7 separate regions of the Mus musculus genome follow, and regions 1, 2, 3, 5, 6 and 7 are each linked to region 4. A link is a contact called in public HiChIP or PLAC-seq and promoter capture Hi-C data. All regions are on one chromosome and are shown on one strand. Each heading gives the region's core, a stretch centred on a gene start, on an enhancer-like site or on the middle of the called end of the contact. The rest is flanking DNA. Distances are from core to core; before and after follow the strand shown.

The links. Promoter capture Hi-C pulls out the DNA fragments that hold promoters and counts their contacts. HiChIP or PLAC-seq counts read pairs in DNA pulled down with a chosen protein or histone mark. Capture Hi-C pulls out chosen DNA fragments and counts their contacts.
Region 1: a contact with region 4 is called in a promoter capture Hi-C map of neutrophils, with 4 times the contacts expected there. The contact joins the promoter of Itgax here to the promoter of Spns1 in region 4. A contact is called at or near these places in 3 of 39 promoter capture datasets (liver and neutrophils).
Region 2: a contact with region 4 is called in an H3K27ac HiChIP or PLAC-seq map of regulatory T cells, with 12 times the contacts expected there. The contact joins the promoter of Setd1a here to the promoter of Spns1 in region 4. A contact is called at or near these places in 3 of 39 promoter capture datasets (hippocampal neurons, liver and pre-B cells), 3 of 115 datasets of contacts at active chromatin or transcription factors (double positive thymocytes, regulatory T cells and thymic regulatory T cells) and 2 of 9 other capture datasets (adipose tissue and liver).
Region 3: a contact with region 4 is called in a promoter capture Hi-C map of pancreatic islet. The contact joins the promoter of Zfp629 here to the promoter of Spns1 in region 4. A contact is called at or near these places in 1 of 39 promoter capture datasets (neutrophils) and 1 of 9 other capture datasets (pancreatic islet).
Region 5: a contact with region 4 is called in a promoter capture Hi-C map of liver, with 4 times the contacts expected there. The contact joins the promoter of Fus here to the promoter of Spns1 in region 4. A contact is called at or near these places in 2 of 39 promoter capture datasets (hippocampal neurons and liver) and 2 of 9 other capture datasets (adipose tissue and liver).
Region 6: a contact with region 4 is called in a promoter capture Hi-C map of liver, with 3 times the contacts expected there. The contact joins the promoter of Srcap here to the promoter of Spns1 in region 4. A contact is called at or near these places in 3 of 39 promoter capture datasets (liver, neutrophils and pre-B cells) and 3 of 9 other capture datasets (adipose tissue, liver and pancreatic islet).
Region 7: a contact with region 4 is called in an HNF4G HiChIP or PLAC-seq map of pancreatic cancer cells. The contact joins the promoter of Zfp668 here to the promoter of Spns1 in region 4. A contact is called at or near these places in 3 of 39 promoter capture datasets (cranial neural crest, liver and neutrophils), 1 of 115 datasets of contacts at active chromatin or transcription factors (pancreatic cancer cells) and 2 of 9 other capture datasets (adipose tissue and liver).

What each region holds. Positions count from the first base shown.
Region 1 is chr7:128,128,123-128,130,822 of GRCm38.p6, forward strand. It overlaps Itgax (integrin alpha X), which reads left to right and starts at 1,428. Exons shown (of 30, transcript NM_021334.3): 1 at 1,428-1,534; 2 at 2,157-2,262; 3 at 2,695-2,700. The coding sequence starts at 1,498.
Region 2 is chr7:127,775,939-127,778,638 of GRCm38.p6, forward strand. Setd1a (SET domain containing 1A) reads left to right here and starts at 1,451. Exons shown (of 19, transcript NM_178029.3): 1 at 1,451-1,575; 2 at 2,175-2,339; 3 at 2,568-2,663. The coding sequence starts at 2,190.
Region 3 is chr7:127,613,881-127,616,580 of GRCm38.p6, forward strand. It overlaps Zfp629 (zinc finger protein 629), which reads right to left and starts at 1,392. Exons shown (of 3, transcript NM_001362196.1): 1 at 1,203-1,392.
Region 4 is chr7:126,376,620-126,379,319 of GRCm38.p6, forward strand. Spns1 (spinster homolog 1) reads right to left here and starts at 1,315. Exons shown (of 12, transcript NM_023712.3): 1 at 218-1,315; 2 at 55-120. The coding sequence starts at 458.
Region 5 is chr7:127,966,150-127,968,849 of GRCm38.p6, forward strand. Fus (fused in sarcoma) reads left to right here and starts at 1,330. Exons shown (of 15, transcript NM_139149.2): 1 at 1,330-1,428. The coding sequence starts at 1,416.
Region 6 is chr7:127,510,640-127,513,339 of GRCm38.p6, forward strand. It overlaps Srcap (Snf2-related CREBBP activator protein), which reads left to right and starts at 1,344. Exons shown (of 34, transcript NM_001304266.1): 1 at 1,344-1,699. It overlaps 1700008J07Rik (RIKEN cDNA 1700008J07 gene), which reads right to left and starts at 2,230. Exons shown (of 1, transcript NR_024331.1): 1 at 1-2,230.
Region 7 is chr7:127,875,445-127,878,144 of GRCm38.p6, forward strand. It overlaps Zfp668 (zinc finger protein 668), which reads right to left and starts at 1,392. Exons shown (of 3, transcript NM_146259.4): 1 at 603-1,392. Zfp646 (zinc finger protein 646) reads left to right here and starts at 2,257. Exons shown (of 3, transcript NM_172749.4): 1 at 2,257-2,663.

The DNA.
Region 1 (2,700 bases), core at 178-2,677, 1.8 Mb after region 4:
CTTCTGCCTGCGGGATAAAAATAAAAGTCTTTCAAAACTCCCAGGTCCCGTGGCCTGCTCACTCTCCAGTTTTCCAACACTCCAGCCTCATCTGTTGGCAGTCTTATCTCCCACGCTGTCCTGTTAACTCTTTATGGTGTGCCAGAGAAACAAGGCCTCCAGCAAGAAGTCACTCCACAAAATGAGGAAAAATAAGGAGAAAACCTCTAATAAAAATAGTTTGTGTCCAGTTTGGCTAGTGCCCAAAGAGAATCCAGTCCAGCATGGAAATTATTTGAGGCGTATGTGGGTCTTGAGCTACAAAACTTCACCTATGATATCACCTGAGTATCTCTCTAAAGTCCCAGCCCCAAGTTGCACTCTGAACATTAAAACATGTTTACAGAAATGTATGCTTAGCCATTTTAGACCAAACGAGATGCCATCAGTGTTACCTCTAAAGCAGGTCAACATAGGAAGATTTGTACTGTAAAGGTACTGTCACAAATGCCAGCTACTTAGCACCCCAGTTCTTTGCTGGCTGCTGCTATCCAAGGATGTTCTGGCGGCCTGGAACAATCAAACTTTTCCTGGGAGAGGAATGAGAACCAGAACTTTCGATCCAATGCTTACCCCACCCCCTCTTTGGAGTGCCTGACAGAGGCAGGTTCTTGATAGGAGAAAGGGCCTAATGGCCAGCTGTGGGCCAGGGTTATCTTCCAGAATAAGGTTTAAGGGATGATAATCCTAATGAACATATCCATTGCTTCTGAAATTCAGTTTTTAGTATTCTCTTGACCTTGGCTGCCTTTAAGACTCAGCTCAAGTGCTACTTCCCCCAGAAAGCAGTCTGAGGTCCTCTCGGTCTGAGTAATACTTCTAGTGGTTGGTCTCTGTACCTCTTTTCTCACAGGGCCCACTTTAGTGTTCACCCATCTGCTTTTACTCTGATCTCTGGGTTATGTTTCTCCTATACCTAGCAAAAGGCTCAGACCACCCCTCTTGATTATGTTGAGCAAATGACTAATCCACTGAATGAATGAATGAGTGAATGAATGAATGAATGAATGAATGCCAGCCTGTGCTCCCTACATGGATCATGTGCTTACTTCTTAGTCTACTTCCAGGCCAGAAGTGGAGGGCTCCGTCATCTGTTCTCTCTCCTCCTGTGGCTGACTCACACTTCAAGGTCAAGGGAAACTTCTGCCAGTACAAAAGTCTGAGAGGGATCAGATAATCCGGGAGTTTACATATATCCATCCGGGCAAGAATTGGGGAACCAGAACAATATGTCACCAAGTCGTTTCAAGTAGAGCAACTCTTCCCTGGAAGTGTGTAGGCTGCCTCGGTCCCCACTCTATCCATTTCATCTCAGTTTGCCCCCACCTCCTCTGAGTCACGCTGACAACTTCCCTCCTGGTCTCTGGCCTCCTGACCACCTTTCTTCTCATTTGCTTCTTCTGTGGTGACTTGGCAGCTGTCTCCAAGTTGCTCAGAGCCTGCTTCTGTTCTCCAGTCATGAGCTGTACCTGGATAGCCTTTCTTCTGCTGTTGGGTGAGCCTGGGCCTCAGAGAAGAGGGGCTGGGGACTTGTTCCTAGTAAGTCAGGCCCGTGAGATGGAGGCTGTGGTTGAGAGATCAGGACCTTGGTAGGGAGAGTGACTTGGCGTTGGGGTGGGGGGACGACGACGACGACGGCTGAGACATAAGGGCTTTGGATCTGGAGTTTGGAGAATGAGAGAATATCAAAGAGGCCATTTGCGGGGAGAACCCAAGAGATCCTGAGAGTGAGGCAGGTTGGCCTTGACAACCCACAGATTTCTGAAGTAGGCAGAGCACATACACTTCATGGTGATCCTAGAATTCCCCTATGGTTTCCGTGTTCCCTGGGTTCTCCTTCATCAAAGCCCCATGGATAGAGATGGGGAAAATGTGTGTCTTCAAACTCTGATGCTCACTCTGTGGAGACAGAACTGAAATTTAACAGTGGAAAGTAATTCATGAACTAGGGGAAGGAGAGACGAGAGATGAGTCTGGAGTCCAGGACCAGGGCCTCTGTGGGTATTGAGTGTGGAAGGGAGACAAGGGAGTCAGGAGCTTGGGAGATGCAGCTGAGGCGGGCAGGAAGGTGGCCAAGAGGGAGGGGACCTGCTCTAAAGCCTCTCACGCTTCCTCAGGGTTTGTTTCTTGTCTTGGCTTCAACTTGGATGCAGAGAAGCTGACACATTTTCACATGGACGGTGCTGAGTTCGGACACAGTGTGCTCCAGTATGATAGTTCCTGGTGAGGACTTGGTGGTAGCTGTACAGAGTCCCATCCCTCCCCAGCCCCACACTCCAGTGGTATCACCTGCATACTTTCTCTTTATGGAATGTGACAATTTTATTTGTGTTATGAATGCTTTCCTGAAAACAGGCCTTTAGGATAACTTCAGATAGCACTTACCAAGTGCCTACTAAATGCTGGGCTCTTCTCCAACCTGCAAACCACAGGGTGTTCCTTCAGACGTCATTGTACACTTACAAGGAATTGTCTGTCCGTCTAACACATGTTTATGAAATACCTAGATGCCAGAAATGGAGGGCTTCGATTAGGAGAGAATAAAGCACAAAACAAAATACTACCTACCTGGAATTTAAATTGAACCTCCATTCTCCAGCGGTTGTCAGCTCTCTGTCGTGGCTCCTAACTGCAGTGCTCTCTGTCTCCCCACAGGGTGGT
Region 2 (2,700 bases), core at 201-2,700, 1.4 Mb after region 4:
TTGCCTAAAAACTGCTCAAGAATAACCGGGTTACATCAGACCTTTACTTTTTATAGGATCTACTTAAGGGTCTTTATGTTTCTTTTAAGCTCAACAGAACCCTGATTTTAACCACTGAACATTTTTTTTTTTTTTTTTTTTTTTTTTTTTTTTGAGACAGGGTTTCTCTGTGTAGCTCTGGCTGTCCTGGAACTCACTCTGTAGACCAGGCTGGCCTCCAACTCAGAAATCCACCTGCCTCAGCCTCCCAGGTCCTGGGATTAAAGACGTGTACCACCACTGCTCGGCTCAGAAGGAACATTTTAAAACTAGCCCAAGGGAGGTGTAACTAGGGTACTGGCCTAACACGCAGAAAGCCCTGAGTTAGATCTCCCAGCATGCTATAAACCGGTTATGGTGTGCACACCTGTAATTCCGGTACTCAGGAAATAGAGGCAAAAGGATCTGGAGTTCGAGGCCATCCTCCGTTATATAGCAAGTTCGATGTCATGCTGTCTGAAAAACAACAGGAGCCCGAATATAAAAGCGGGAAGGAACCGATCATTTCACTCTGTGCGTCGGTAGGCAAAGCGCCTGAGTCACCCCTCCTGGTTGTATTTTTCCACCTCCCACCCCTCCCAGGTTTTGGTGGATTCTAAGGGAAGCAGCCCGTTACGCCGGGCTCCGCACGCCTGGCCACGCCTCTCTCGTTAGCCCCGCCCACAACCGGATCGGCAGATTCGCTACCCGACTCCTTAGGATTATTTGGGCAGCTTTTCTTGTCTGAAAATTTTCAGGAAACGCCGAGAAGACTTCTTCCTTGTAACCATTTCGCACTAAGTAGGAAGTGTGCTGTTCCTTGAGTCGTTCTACTGAAAAAAAAAAAAATCCAGGACTAGAGGTCGACTCTGCCAACAGGGCTTGGCGAGCCAGGCGTCATTTTCTTGACTCTACAGCAGGTGAGAAGAGGTGACGGCCAAAGCCCAGGACGGTGGCGAATCTGCACTGCAGCCTCATAGGCATTCGGGCTGCGCAAGGAAGGGGCAGGGAAGAGGAGCCGAGGAGCGCGCATCCTGTCCACTCATTCGCCCCGCCCGCCTCGCGAATCTGCGTCGTTGGACGCGCCACTCAAATCTCCCGAGCTCTGGCTGGCGTCCTCCCCCTCGCTCCGCCCCCTTCCCTCAGGGGCTCGTCGCAGCTTTCGTCGCCGCCGATTCGCCAGGAACCCCAAGGCCGGAGCAGCTGGATCAGGGTGGTGCGGTCCACTCTCCGGGGAATGCGGCCCATCTTCAGGCTCCCTGGGCTACAACTCCCGAGCCTCGCAGGGCGCCGGCCGAGGCAAGGCCGCTACCCTCGGCCCCGTGGATCGCTCCGCAGTCCTTGTAGCGAAAGTGCGGATGCAGACGCTGTGCCCGCTGGGCCTCGCGCAGGTGGCGGTGGTGTTTGGTGCGCGCGCCGGGGAGGTGGTGGTGGGGGGGCGCCGCCGCCGCCACCGCTGCGGGGCCGGGTCTCGCGCTGCCGCCGCCGCCGCCGCCGCCTCACGCCGCTGAGGTGCTGCGCGCGGTGGGGGGAGGGTGAGCCGCTCGCCACGAGCGGGTGAGTAGGGCCCCGGCGCGCGTGCGCGCCGACGGGGTGGGGGGGGTGGACGACACCGAACGCGCCCGGGCGGGAGGAGAGGGCAGCGGCGCGCGTTACCTCCCCCCACCCCCCCGCCTGGATTCAGGGACCGAAGCTGGGTCTCAGATTCGGTCTCGCGGTGTTTCCAACGCCCCGAAGAGGTGCCACCTCTGGTTCGGAGGATCGGGGCGCGGGGACGCGAGCGGCTGTGTGGGAGCGGGAGCGGGGCTCGGCCCGGGCCGCTTGGCCGGTGAGGAGGCGGGAGGGGGCGGGGCCTGCGAGGGGACGGGGGAGGGGTCTTGCGTGGAGGCCAAGTGGGGCGCGCTGGGGAGAGCGGGAAGGTAAGGGGGCGCGAGATGGGCCTGGGCCCTGAGGGTAGAATTGGGGATGGAGAGGAATGGAGTGCCATAGTGAGCCCAGCTCCTCAGGGCAAGATCTGAGGGAGCCACGGGTCATGCTGAGGTGTCGGGGACTGGACTGATGTGAGACCCTGGAATCGGGGCTAGACATTGAGGGGACAGCAAGGGAGTCAGGCCTAAGTCGTGGACTCCCATTCCGTATCCCTCTTTTCCTGACAGTGTAAATGAGCAAAGATGGACCAGGAAGGTGGGGGAGACGGGCAGAAAGCCCCGAGCTTCCAGTGGCGGAACTACAAGCTCATAGTGGATCCTGCTTTGGACCCTGCTTTGCGCAGGCCTTCCCAGAAGGTGTACCGCTATGACGGAGTCCACTTCAGTGTCAGTGTGAGTGCCCTCGAGCCTTTCTTGACTTATTTGGACCTCCAATCTCCCCTCCCCGCTTCCCCCTGTTCAGTATTCAACACCCAGACTTCCTATACCTGTAGTTTGGTTTTTTGAGAATGAGCAAGCTCTCCCAGCTCTTCTGTATGTTGGCTTCTACATGGGCTTTATAGAGTCAGTAGGCTGGTGAATTTTCAGCCTGGTTTCATCTCTTCCTGCTTTCTTTGTTAGGACTCAAAGTATACCCCCGTGGAAGACCTCCAGGACCCCCGCTGTCATGTCAGGTCCAAAGCCAGAGACTTTTCCCTCCCGGTTCCTAAGTTTAAGGTGAGTGCCTGCTGGTCTCCCTGCATGTTGGTCCTTG
Region 3 (2,700 bases), core at 142-2,641, 1.2 Mb after region 4:
AAAGCCACCCAGACACACACCTGGGGACCCATCCTTCTGCCTTATTCTTTTTGTTGATGCTTCATCACACACCTAGGACAAGTACCCAGTAAAAACTCTGCTGGAGGACTGAGTGAGCTGGACACCTCATGCTCCCAGAAAGCCAGCCTATCTTGTTCAGTGTCTTTTAAGATCAGTTTGCAGATCGATGTCAGAAAAGTGACATAAGTTCGTCAGAGTGAGCCCCCAGGGGAAGGAGTCATATCTGTCACTCAAAATCCCGGGGGTGATCCCCAGGAGAGAGAACAGGGCTGCAGGAGGGCGCTGACATCTAACGGAATCCCTGGAATAATCTACCCTCGGGGTGACAGTGTGCATAGGTACTTTGTGCACAGGGACAAAGAGGACAAAGCTCACCAAGAGGTAGCTGGGGTGTGAAGCAGGTGAAGCAATGGACAGCTGACCAACTGCTAATGCAGCCGAGAAGTGAGTTAGCCATCCCCTATCTCTAAGTGTTTTTAGGGAGAGATGGGGGCCCCCCGGAGAGGAGAAGGTTACCCTGCTGAGCTGACCGAGAACAGGTAGGAGCTTAGATACTTGGACAGAGAAACTTAAAACTCAAGGGCCTACCGTAGAAGGGAAAGAGTTAATAACCAGGCCACATGCAAGAAGTAGCAAAGACTGCGAGGCGACTACTACTGGGAACCAGCCCAGGCCCAAGAGCGCCAGCCTCCTGCCCCGGACGACCCCCAGAGGACCGAGGCGGGAAGGACTGCCGGAGACGGCTGCCTTCCCGCGGAGGTGCGCGCGGCCCAGGGTGACCCTGACCAGGAGGCAGCGGGACCGCCCTCGACGCCGCCCCCCGCACCCCGGCGGACCAAGACTTGAGCGCCTCCGGCCGGGAGCACCCACCCTGTCCCCGGCTCCCAAAGCCCAGGCGAGCCGCCGGCGTTCCCTCCCCGCCGCGGACGCCCAGGCTGCCCGGCTCCGGGAGAGCGGCGGCCGCCTCGCCGCCCCCGGCCGGACTCGCTCTCTGGGCGCGCGCGCCTCCCCTCCCCCACGGCGGTCCCCGCGCGGTTCTCACAATCCCCCGGCCGCCGTCCCCCGCCGCCCCGGGCCCGGCCTGCGCCCCTCGCCCGTCGCCGCCTCCTTGGCCCTATTGTTCCCCGGCGGCTGTCCCGGGCCTCCAGGCCACCCCGGGAACCCAGGCGGCCCCAACTCACGGCTCTGGGGTCTGGGAAAAGCCGAAAGGCAGAGGCCAGCCCCAGGGGACTTAACCCCTTAAGTGCCCTGCCTCGGGGGACGGGCTAGATGCCGGGAACTCTAGGGTCCTTCTCAAGGGGTGATTCCAGGCTGAGGACCCGGGGACCAGTTCAGGGTGACTGGGACGGAGCAGGAAGTGACCCCAGCTTCCCGGGCCCCTCTAGCCTGGAGTCAGAACATCAGCTCTATGGGATTTAACCCTTTGCCTCCCACAGCCTGGGAAAAAATGAGGGGGTGGGTATGGAAGCAAGGAGGTGGCTGATGACGCCCCTCTCCCAGTGTCTAGTGGAATCACGGAAGATCAGCTTTTGGGGGAGCTCAGAGGCCGGCGAAGGTCTTCGGATTTCTGGCCATTCTCTCCAAAGACTCTGCCAGCCGCTCAGTTAAGCTGATCTCAGATTCGGCCGCCGCGGGTCCCCTGAGACCCGCCTTTGTTTGGACTCACCCAGGACTGGGGCTGGTATGCCTGGGTTGGTGATTAGGAGGTGAAAGCAAAGGTTGGGTGGGCTGACCTAGCGGTAAGAGCAGAAGCTAATGGGCCAGGCAAGGCTACCCAGCGCTACGGACCCTCTTACCCACCTCTCACCCCCCCACCGGTGGTCAGGTCTCCCTGGAGGAAGAAACTGACAAGGTAGGCAAGCATTACCCCTTCCCAGCAGCTCGGTGGTAAGGTATGCAACTCACTGCAGGGCAATCCTTCCATAAACTTAGGGAGCAAGAAGTAGTGGTGAATTCCTGTAATTCCGTTGCTTGGGAGACAGAGGCAGGAGGACCTGAAGGTTCAAAATATTCGTGGCCCACATAGCTCCAGGCTACCTAGCGAGACCCTGTTTCTAAACAAGGAACCTCACAGGGCTCCCAAACTGTTCCTGCTTGTGTCTCATTTTCTCCCCACCACATCCTGAGAGAGGACTTAGAATCATCCCCATTTTACAAGGCAAATTAATCAAGACATGAGATGTGAGGTAAAGTTCGAGGCCACAGTTTTCAATGAACCCAGGTGTGAGGAGACCAGAGTTGAACAATTGAACATTCTACCCTCAAAAAGTTCCATAGTAGCTAAGCACACCACCTGTAATCTTCAGCCATTAGTAGGCTGAGGCAGGAGAATCAAGAGTTGGACTTCAGGATCAGCCTGGGATGCACAATAGGACTCGTTTCAAACCTTAAATAAATAAATAAATAAATAAATAAATAAATAAATAAATAAATAAATTCCAAGCCCTGTATGGGAGTGAATAGCTGTGACTCTAGCACTGCAAGCTGACACAGGAAAATCACCATGAATTAAGACCAACCTAGGTGAATATATACTGGCTGGGTCAAACCCCCCTCCCCCACACATGTAGCAGATGTATATAGCTCGGTCTTCATGTGAGTCCTCCACAGCTGGATCAGGGGTTGTCTCTACAGCTTTTGCCAGCCTGTGGATTTTGTTCCCCTAACTGGGCTGCCTTG
Region 4 (2,700 bases), core at 65-2,564:
GCCTACTTGAGGCAATTAAGAACGAGGGGTTGTGTGGGCAGTAGCCTCACTCACCAGTCTGGATGAGGCCAGTACTACCATCTCCGATGTTAAAGAACTGCTCGATGTCTGTAAGAACCCCTGGAAAGAAAAAACAAAGAATGAGCGCCAAGAGGCGACCCTATCCTGGGGAACTTCTCCCTTGCCTATATCCCTTCTTCGGAGCATCAGTGCGTACCTGCCACGGTGAAGCGGTCCATGTAGTTCAGGAGGTTAATGTAGCACAGAACCACCACTATGAGGGTCGAATGGCCCCGAGATAAGCCAGTGATGCGCTGTAGCCCCTCACAGTCTGGGACCTCGAGTTCCCCGGACTTTGGATTCCCCATGGGTCCTGGCAACCCCGGATGGCCGGGCGCTGGCCCGTCATCAGGATCATCTGCTTGGCTGAGGAAGGGCGCCGTGTCGGACCCGGCCATGGTCCCTGGGGAATCGCAACCGCCCACGCTTCGGTCCTACCTCCGACGGAAGGAGGTTGGAGAGAGGACTGCGAGAAGACTTGCCCACTATCGCCTAGGAGCGTGGTCCGATGCACAGTGCACCACTGCGAAAAGCCCTGGGCTTCGTCATTCCCTCTGGTTCCGACAGAGGAGAGCACACAGGAGGTGCAGGTGACGCTGGGACAGGAGCAGGAAGACCAGGACCCAGTCCCTCTTCTCACGCTGACGCACTCCAAAGCCCGGGAAGGAGCGCGCCACACTCGCTGTTGCTCAGTCCAAGCTCAGCAACACAACTGCCGCCATGTTGCCCAAGAGCAGGTCATGTGACACCGGAGCCCTACCGGAGAAAGTCACCCGGTGCAAGGATTGAACACGTGACCTGCCACCGCCTACGGAAGCCTCCAGGGTTTCTAGGGCTCCTCCGCTATGGTAACCCGACGCTCGTTCCTACTTCCACCAGTAGCCTCCAGGGGGCCTCGCAAGCTGGTGTAATCAATCGCCTAGATGGAATACCCATTTATCCGATTTCACGAGATAGTGGATTATTTGGAAATATTACATCTCTACAGATGCTAGTGAGTTGTTTCCTCTTTTCTTCTTCAGTGACTGGCTGATGGCTTCATTGCTCAGTAATTGTTGGATGAATAGCGGCGAGCAGCTGCCTCCTTTTGTTTACCAATCATGAGCTTTCACTGTGGACATTTAGATTCCTATAGAGTCGGGCGTAGTAGCGCATACCTTTAGTCCCAGGAGAAGGCAGAAGGACGGAGATCTTTGCAATTTCAAGGACAGCCTGGTTTACATAGCGAGTTCCAGGTCAGCCAGGGCTACATACTGAGTGAGACCCTGCCTCCAAGAAAAGATGCTAGAGTTTAGGAGGAAGAGGATGTTTTGTCTATGGCCTCGAGTTTTTCTCCAACCAAGACTAGTGTCCTCGCGCCCTCTGGTGTCTCTCCTGGAGGACAGGCGGAGGCTCAGAACCAATGAACTGCAATGTACCCTGCACCAAAAAATGGCATATGGCTCTAATCCCAGCACTAAAGAGACAGAGGCAGCCGATCTCTGTGGTCGAGGCTAGCCTGGTTTACTGAGCAAGTTCCCGGGTGACCAGGGCTACACGGAGGAACCTTATCATAAACCAACAACAACAAACTCAATCTGGCTGGTGGCACATGCCTTTAATACCTTTAGTCTTGAAAACAAAACATACAAAAAAAAAATCCCACTAGGTGTGGCAGTGAATTAAACAAACCTTTTATCTCAGCACCCACGGAGCAGAGGCTTTTTTTTTTTTGGCTTGTTTTTTCATTTTTCTTTCTTTTATTTCCAAGGTTTCTCTGTATGTCTGACTGTCCTGGAATTCCCTTTTTTGACCAGTGTGGCCACCAATTCACAGGCATCCACCTGCCTTTGCCTTCAGAAGGCTGGGATTAAAGGTGTTCCATGGCGAACCGTCTCAGGTTGCTAGTTTTCCTTAATATACATACATTCTGAATGCAAAATACTATGATTCTATGAAAATACTGTTTTGTGATCCCACTTCCAGAACTGGGATGTAGTTCAGTTGATAGTAAATACTGCCAAGCATTCCTGAAACCCTGGGCTCAAGTCCCCAGTACCTCATTCACCCAGCCCGTTGCAAAAGGTAGAAGGAGGAGAATTGGAAGTTCAAAGTGGTCCTTGATACATAGCAATAGTTAACTTTAATGTGGCTTTGGGTACATAAGACCCAGTCTCGACAAAACAAAAAACAAAACAAAACAAAACAAAAAATTAAAGATTCCTCTTGGGGCTGGAGATGGCTCAGTGGTTAAGAACACTGACTGTTCTTTCAGAGGTCCTGAGTTCAAATCCCACATAGTGGCTCACAACCATTGGATCCAATGCCCTACTCTAGTGTATCTGAAGAGAGCGACAGTGTATCCATATACAGAAAATAAATCTTTTTTTTTTAATATCCCTCTCAGCACAGCAGAGGAAGAGGCAGATAAAAGTTTGAGGATTTGAAGACTGGACTGTATTGAGTCTTAAGTCAGCCTGGACTAGATAATGATGAGATACAGAGACAGAGAAAGAAAGAGAGAGAGAAAGAGAAAGTTAGAGAGAGAGAGAGATTGAGAGTTCGAAAATAGGTAAGGGCCAGCAAGGTGGCTCAGAGGATAAAATACTTGGTACCAATACTGACAATCTGAGTTCTGTCCCTATCCAAATGGCAGAAGAG
Region 5 (2,700 bases), core at 80-2,579, 1.6 Mb after region 4:
GCTGAGCCCTCTCTCCAACCCGTCATTTTTGTTCTTATCCACTTGGTAAACTCCCAGTAGAAATGTCATTCCCTCAGACCCATCCTAACCTACTCATTGCAAAATGAATTACCTGATCTCTGTGATCCCAGAGTCCCTGGTATTGGAATTACAGTTGGTTGTTTGCCCACATTCGGGTACTAGGAATTGAACCTGTGGTTTCTCTAGAGCAGCTGTCTCTCCAACCCCCTTGAATTTCGTTTTGTCCTTGAACTGACAAAAAGTGTTCATGCCTTTAAATGCTTTCAATCATTTCCTGTAACCAAGAAGCATTTTGTAGTTCCCCAGGCTTAGACTTTAAAGATCAGAAGGTCTGACCCTGAACTGCCTCGTACCTCATTCACATTCTTAGTCTAGCCGCTCACTGCTCTCATAAGATCCATCTCCCCTCCACCTCTGCCTAGCTCCGGGACTGGAGAGGTAGGCAGGGTCATGCACAGGCTAAACGATCGCTCTATCATTAAGCTACATTCCTCAGATTTCTTTACAAGATGATGATGGGGGAAAACCAGGACGACTGTAATTCCAGGATGCACAGGGCTAAGGCAAATAGGATCAAGGATTCGAGATCAACTGAGCGGTACTGAGAGGCCAAATTAAAAAAAAAAAGGGGGGGGGTAATTGTGGGTTTGAAGCCTCTTAAGTTGTATACATATGTGTTATTGTTGAACCAGCCTTAGGGCCATAGGGTCCAGACTAAAGCTCATCTTCTTCCAGGTTAAACGTCACAATCTATAAACCTTGTTAAGGTCTAAAGAACAGCAAGCCGAGGCATTCCTAAGTGAAAAACGAGACTGATCAGTGTGCTGTCTGTCAGGAGAGAATGTGGAGGACCAGAGCGACACTGCGTTCGACTCAGTTGCTAGGCCAGGGCAAGCGAAAGTATGCTGCATCTTCCCCAGTGAAAGTGGGGCCCAGCCGCTGGGCCGGTCGGAAGGATTTCGGTTCCCACACCCGGAGACTCCAGGCCTTGACTACACAGTTCCGCTCTCGGGCGCAGGGCCCTGGCACCGCCCCTAGCGGGAGGCCGGGTCGTACCATTCTGCCTCTAGTGGGGTAGAGGTGTGTCGAAGGCGAGCCCCGGGCGACGGACGAGAGCCACCGGCCGCAAGGAGAAAGCGCGTGCGAGTGTTTGGGAATAAAGCGAGTTCGTTTTCCCTCTTGTCTTCCTGAGCTCTCCGTATCCCCGGGGAAGGGTGGGGACCTGGGCGTGCCTCCCCCTCGCGCTTCTCCACTTGGTACGTCCCGGTGGCGCGTAGGCGGCAGGCGTACTTAAGGCGGGCGCGGGAGGCGGGGCCGCTCAGTCCTCGCGGCATCGCTTCGCGGTCGTCTGGAACTTTGTTGCTTGGCGGCCTGCGCTGCGCGCGTGCGCGGACATGGCTTCAAACGGTATGTGGGAGCGCGAGGCGGCGACGGCGCGTCCCTGCGAGGCCTCGTTCCCTCGCAGCAAGGCTTTTGGCTTTCGGCTGGGCCTGCGGTGGCGGGCGAGTGGGCTCCCCCACCTCTGGCGGGAAGCAGCGGGTGGAGGGAAGGGGAGGGCGGTGTCGCCATTTTGTTTGGCTCCCCTGGCGCCTTTGGCGCGGAGACCGTGGGTTTTCTCTCCTGGCCCGGTCACTTGAGTCGAGTGTTGAGAGAGACGCTGCCTGGCGACGTGGGGTGACCGGGGTGAGGGAGCTCTGGGTCTCCGCAGCTTCGCCCCACCCCCTCCCCTCCCTCCGTTCCCGGCCTCGCTTTGTCGCAGTGCTGCATCCGGGCACTTGGTGCGCGCACGCGCTCCTCTGGCCCCTCCCCCTTCTCGCCGCGGCCCCCCTCCCCCCCGCCAGGAGTTGGTCCGTTTTTTTTACTTTTTTCTTTTTTTCTTTCTTCTTCTTTCTTTCTTTCTTTCTTCTTCTTTTTTTTTTTTTTTTTTTTTTTTTTGTCGCGAGACCCTCGGCGGAAGACTTGTGGTCCGGTGCTGGCCTCGCCCTGCTCGCTGGGTCCCTTGGGAAGGGGCGGGGCCACCTCTTCCCGCCTCCGTGGCCGCGCAGCGGGAGCGGAAGCTCCTGGCTGGCCTGCGTGTCCGTGGGATTGGGAGGACCGCCAGGGGATGACCAACGGAGTCAGGGACCCCGGCCTGAGTTTCCCACTTCAGAGTTGAGTTTTCCTAAGGCCGGAAGGAAATCAGAGGAGTCGCTCTCCGAGGCCACACCCTCTCGCTGTCAGTTTTGTCCCAGTGCGGGGGTAGAGCTTGGGTTTCCTGCAGGGAGCTGCTGAGCTACAGCTTCCCAGATTGTTGAAAGTGCTGTCTGCTTTGGGTGCGCATGGTAGGCGGGAGCTCAGTTATTTGGAGCCACACGTCGGGAACCTTGGGAGCACCATGCCATTTGGGGGTTGGAGAGTCCCATTCTTCTAGCTGCTTCCTTGGGCTTGAACTCAACTGTGTAATAGCGCTGACTGTCAAAGTTAATCTTGACATCCGGTGATACCACCTTTCCTGTATACAGAGCTGCTGTGAAGATATAAAATGTGGTGACGTGTGTTGCAGGCCTTGGAAAGACCTGCAACAAGTCAAAAGGATTTTTAAACTTAAGGGATGATCTGTATTTTGAGTTTTTTTTTTTTTTTTTTTTTTTTTTTAAAGATTGAGCCAGGTTTGGTGGCACACACCTTTAGTTTCAGGAC
Region 6 (2,700 bases), core at 94-2,593, 1.1 Mb after region 4:
TCTCTAGAAGAGCAGCCAGTGCTCTTAACCACTTAAAACATCTCTCCAGCTCTGCCTCTGTAAATTATTTAAACACACACACACACCTTTAAAGTACTAAAGTGAAAAAAAGCAACACATAGTTACTATAAGATTATATGCATATCCTTTTTTTTAGACAGGATAATCTTGAACTTTAGAATATTAGTGTGTGTGTGCTCTGTGTGGTTGTTTGTATTGACTTATGCAACAGCACAGGTTGGCCTCAACCAGTAAATTGGGATTGTGCATTTATGCTACCATACCTAGCTGTAAAGAATCTTTCTTCCAGTCTCTATTCAACTTCCATTTCCCCTCAATAGCTTCTCCTCTGTCCATCGCTGATTTATTTTTATCCTGTTTTCTTAATTATTAGTTATGTTTTGGGGCAGGGTCTTGTTATGTAACCAATGGCTCAAAATCTTCCTTGGAACCGTTGTAGATAATAAATGCATCCTTAAAATCGGAAGGGAGTATCAGATTCTCTAAGAGATTTTTTCCCCCCTAGACACAGGAATTTTTCTCTGTAGCTTTGGTTGTCCTAGAGCTAGCTTCATAGACCAGGATGGCTCTGAAGTCAGAGATTCGTCAGCCTCTATTGGGATTAAAAGCCATGAGCCACCACCACCCAGCCTTTTTTTCCTTAAGGATTTTTATTTGACTTGAATGGGAGTTTTACTTGCGTGTATGTCTGTGCACCGTGTTTGTGTATTGCTCTCTGAGGCCAGAAGAGGGTGTCGGATTCCTTGGAACTGGAATAACTGTTAGGAGCTTCTTTAGTGTGGAGATAGAATGTCCTCTCAAAGTGGAAGCAGCCAATATTCTTAATCACTGAGCTATGTTCTCAACCTCTCAAAATAGTTCTTAAATGTAAAAGACTGCAAACCTATGGTACTTGTATTTGAGAGTTCTTGGGAAAACCGGTGTTACAAAGTCAACCGCAGCTGGTAGTGGTGGTGCATACGTTCATTCCAGGCAGACGCAGGAGCAACTTTGTAAGTTTAAGGTTAGCTTGATCTACATAGCGAGTCCATGTCAGCCAAGGCTACATTGTTAGACCTCACCTTTCAAAAACAAAAAGTAACTGCTGTAGGAATCAGTAGGTCTAAGCTCTTCTACTCATTTGTTTCATTTCACTGGGTGATATGTAAGAACAAAAACTCCGAAATCCAAAGGGTGGTCCCAGTGGGCAGCTGCAATGCAGCACGAGTTTCAGACCTATTGAAGCGTGCTGGGCCAGCATGGAGCCTCGGAGCGAACTACAACTCCCACCTTGCTTTGCGCCGCACAGTCCTACGCTAGCACGCGAGCCTACCCGCCCCTTCAGCCTCCAGTTACTGTGTATCGCGAGAAGACGGGCCGCTCTGGCGGTAGCGATAACGAGCCTTGGTGGTGGTGGTAGTGGTGGTGCTAGTGGCGGTGGCGGCCGAGACGGCGGCGGCCATTTTGGTGAGGCCTCGGGAGCAGCGGAGGCGGCGGCGGGGTCGCTGGGAGTAGCGTCTCCTTTTTCTTCAACTCACCAAGCACCTCTTCGCGGCGTGACTGGAAGCGGTGGGAGCATCGGGGTGGCTCGTGTTACGGCCCTTAGGGGAATTTAAAGTGGTGAAGGCGGCGACCAAGAGGGGGCCCTCCCCCCTCCTCGGCGGGAGGGGGGGTGGTGAGCACGCCCCCGAGGACGCAGGTAAGGAGAGGGAGACAAGATGGCGGAGGCCCCACACTTTCCCCTCCCCTGACGGGTGCCTGCGCGCGCATCTGCGAGCGCCGCTTCCCACCTTCCCGGGGTGCTGCGCGCGCACCGCCCGGCGGGGCCCCGGGGCTGGCGAGCGAGGTTGCCTGCGCGCGCTCCCGGAGCCGGGGGTGGGGGGGAGGGCGTCGGGCCGAGCGGCACCTGGTGTCAGAGCGGCGCCTCGCCCCCCTCCTGCCCTTCTGCGCACGCGTGCGCGAACGAGCAGCCCTCGAGAGGACGGACCCAGGTGCGCTTCTGCCCGCCCACCAACCTGCCTCCCCTCGGGGGCGCGGACGAGGGAAAGGGGTGCACGGGACGAGTAGTCCGGGCGCGCGCCCACCATAAGCCATTTAGGAGCCCGAGACTTGGCGCACGAACCCTTCCTTCCCGAGCTCTTTGCGGTCTGTGGATGTGGGGGCGCCGACGGACGCGGACATCTGAGTCCTGTGACCCGGTCTATGGGATCGGGTTCTGGCGGGAATCCCCCCCTCCTCCCCTCCCCAATCTGGCCGTGCGCGCCGCCGGCTCACCCCGCCTCCGGGCCGCGCACGCGCCGGCGCCTCCCCCAGCCGGTCGAGCACGTTGGGTGGGGTGGGCGACCGCGAGGGGGCGGGGCCGCCGTCTGAGGAGTCAAAACTTGGCAGAGGTCAAGGGTCATGCTGGGTCAGTCCACTGCGGGGGGGGTGGGGGGGTATTGGGAGGTCATAAAGAAGGCTGGAGTCCATAGTTGGGGCCTCATGGTTTTGGATTACCTCCAATCCTTGGAATTTCTGAAGGGTGAATCAAGGCAGCACAACACCTAGATAAGGAATTAACTAGGCAAATGCTTCCGGATCTTGAATACTTTATTAACCCTGCTTGTTTCCGGCTGTTAGGGCTCCTTGGCGCCTTCCTCACTTAAGTCTGCTTATAAAGCTCTTTCTTGCCGGGCGGTTGGTGGCGCACGCCTTTAGTCC
Region 7 (2,700 bases), core at 142-2,641, 1.5 Mb after region 4:
CCCAGCGCTCCTCGCTCTCTGCAACCGTGTTTGTGCGGGTGTCCTCGCCAGACAGGCAGCCCCCGCAGAGCGGGGCTGTATGCTGACTCATTTGGGACTAAACCCTAGGATAACGTAGCTTCGGCGAGCGGAACAGGGCAGAATGAATGAAGAAGGAAGGCATGAAGAAATGAATGGACGGAGGATTCAGAGCAGGACAAAGACCTGCAAAATGGCGTTCTTTAGGACCGCGGGAGGGGCGGGCAGAACCTCGGACTGGGAGGGGGGGCGCAGCCGCCAAGGACTCGGCGACGAGGCCCTCGCCACTCAGACAAAAGCCCGGAACATGGCGGACTCTAGGACCCCCGGGTCCGCGCCGAGCAGGGCCGGCAGTCGCGTCCGCTGAGCCTGGGCATCCAAAGCACTGACCGGCGGGCACCGGGCGGGTTCTAGGACCTGCTGGGCCCGCAGCCCGCCCGAGGCCGCTCACGGCTCGCCCCGCCCGGGATGCTCGCGCCTGGTCAACTCCGTCCGCTCGGCAGCACACGTGAAGCCGGGAGCACCCCAAACCGCGTCGGGGGCCGCTGCCCGAGCCCCCGCGACTTCCCGCCGGCGTGTCCTACCTGGATCGGTTTTCGCAGGCTCCGCAGCTTTGGCGGCGGTGCCTGGCGCCGACGGAGCTCGGGACAGTCGGAGAGGGGCAGGCGCTAGGACCCGGAGGGAGGGCGGGGAGGGGCCGCCGGGCAGACGGCGGAAGTGGAAGGCCGCCTTCCTTGCTCGGGAGGAAGGAAAAACTTAGGGAAGCAGCCCCGAGCCTGCGGAAGCAGAGAAGTATCTTGCGAAGGGTTTCTGGGTGCTGAGGGGCTGGCACGCCGGGCTGATTGACGGCGGACACCCGCCAAGTCGCCGGAAGCGTCTGCAGGAGCTAGGAGGTGGGACGATGCGGAGAGGGCGCTCGGGCTTTGTGGTGCCCGCGTCCACGTCGAGTCCACATTTCCTCTAACAGCGAGGAAAGGACTCAGCGAGGATCCCTCCACGCCAGCCCTGGGAAGAAGCTTTTATGGAACCTCGTGAAAAGTGTCACCAAAGCGCCGTAGCCGGGGCTGCAGGGTCTTTCCTGTGACCGTACTGCCCGAATAAGCACGCGAAGGGTTTCAGCAGCTCTGGACGGAAGTGTGGCTTAAATCCATCCGAACGCCGCGCCGACCTGCGTGGGCGGAGCCAGAGCTGCGCCCGCAGCGGAGCGTGGGGGCTCACGCTGCCTGGGAGCTCCAGCATTCTGGAAATTGAGGCAGGAGGATTGCTCCGAGCTCGAGGCCGGCCCGGGCTGCAGAGTTAGACCCAGTCTCAAAACAACAAAAAGAAAACAAACAGTCGGGCCCACCCGGAACCTAGCGCCGGAAGCGTGTCCGTGCGGAAACACTGCCCGCGGGAGGGACAGGAAGTGTTCCCAGGCGGAAGTTTCGCGGGGAAGCATTAGCATCTAGGACACTTCCTGGTTCCTGGTAACAATAGGAAGTGTCCGCGGAACTGGGCTAGACTCTGGGTTCATACCAGCTGTCCCTGCTCCCTCTACCTCCTCCTCTCTCCCGCACCTTTCCCTCAGCTACCACTCCCGGGTACCCTGGCTGAGTGTGCGTGTGTATGGGCTCGAGAACTCTCGCACCAGCCACCACTTATGGCTCGCGGCTGCAGTTAGGGTAAGGGTCCCAGTGCGCAGGCGCGCTCCCGTTCACGACCTCCAACGGACGCGCCGGCGGCGGGAACCAGAAGGCACTCCTGGTGCGAGGTAGGGATCTAGAGAAGAAATTGGCAGAAAAGACGAGTGACTCTACAGGAATGTGATGGTGGTTGGTTAGGAAAAGGGGACTCGAGTGAAGGAGTTTTGAGAAGTGAGAATTCTGGGACCAGGCTCAGCTGGTGAGATTAGAAATAGTTGTGCTAGGGTCCCAGGAGACTAGTCAGCCCCGGAGAAAGGCCAGATGATGTGGCAGAAATGAATAGCTGCTGCTGGTTTTGGAATGAAGGTTGCCTCTTGAAGTGAGTTTATGTAAAAAAACGAGGTAACACGGCTTTGGATTTAGTGGTGTAAATGTACTTACAAGCTTATCATAGTGTCGCATGATTCTAGTCCCAGTTTGGGAAGCGAGGGCTACATAGTAAGACCCTGTCTGAAATGCCACCCACCCACCCCAAATACACTTGTGTAACAGCAGTGCTTGGCCCATGGTACTGTCCAGCCTGAGTTGCTATCATAATTTAGAGAAAAAGTAGAAGAGGGAATGAAAAGTGTTGGAGACAGCAAGGTAAGGTAGGTAGGGGATAGAAAAGGCAGAGAATAAAATGAACTTTCAACCTGAAATGGAATGGGATTAAATGTACTTAAAGGAAGTAAAACTAACGCCTAACAGGGAAACAGTGTGATGCTGAAAAGGCCAGGTTCATCCCTAAGAGGGCCTCTACCTTCTACAACACATAGGTGACCACTGAAGCCAGGTTCGTCCCTAAGAGGGCCTCTACCTTCTACAACACATAGGTGACCACTGAAGAAAGCAGCTGCTCTGCCATTCTTTTCAGACCACTCGGTTTAGCTGAAGAGTGAAGAAAGAAAGGTTGCACGTCTGTGTAAGGCCTGCCCAACAGTCGTGGCTGTCTCCTTCAATCTCAACTCTCAGGAGTCTGAGGTAGGAAAATTCATAAGTGTGAAACTAGTTTGGGCGA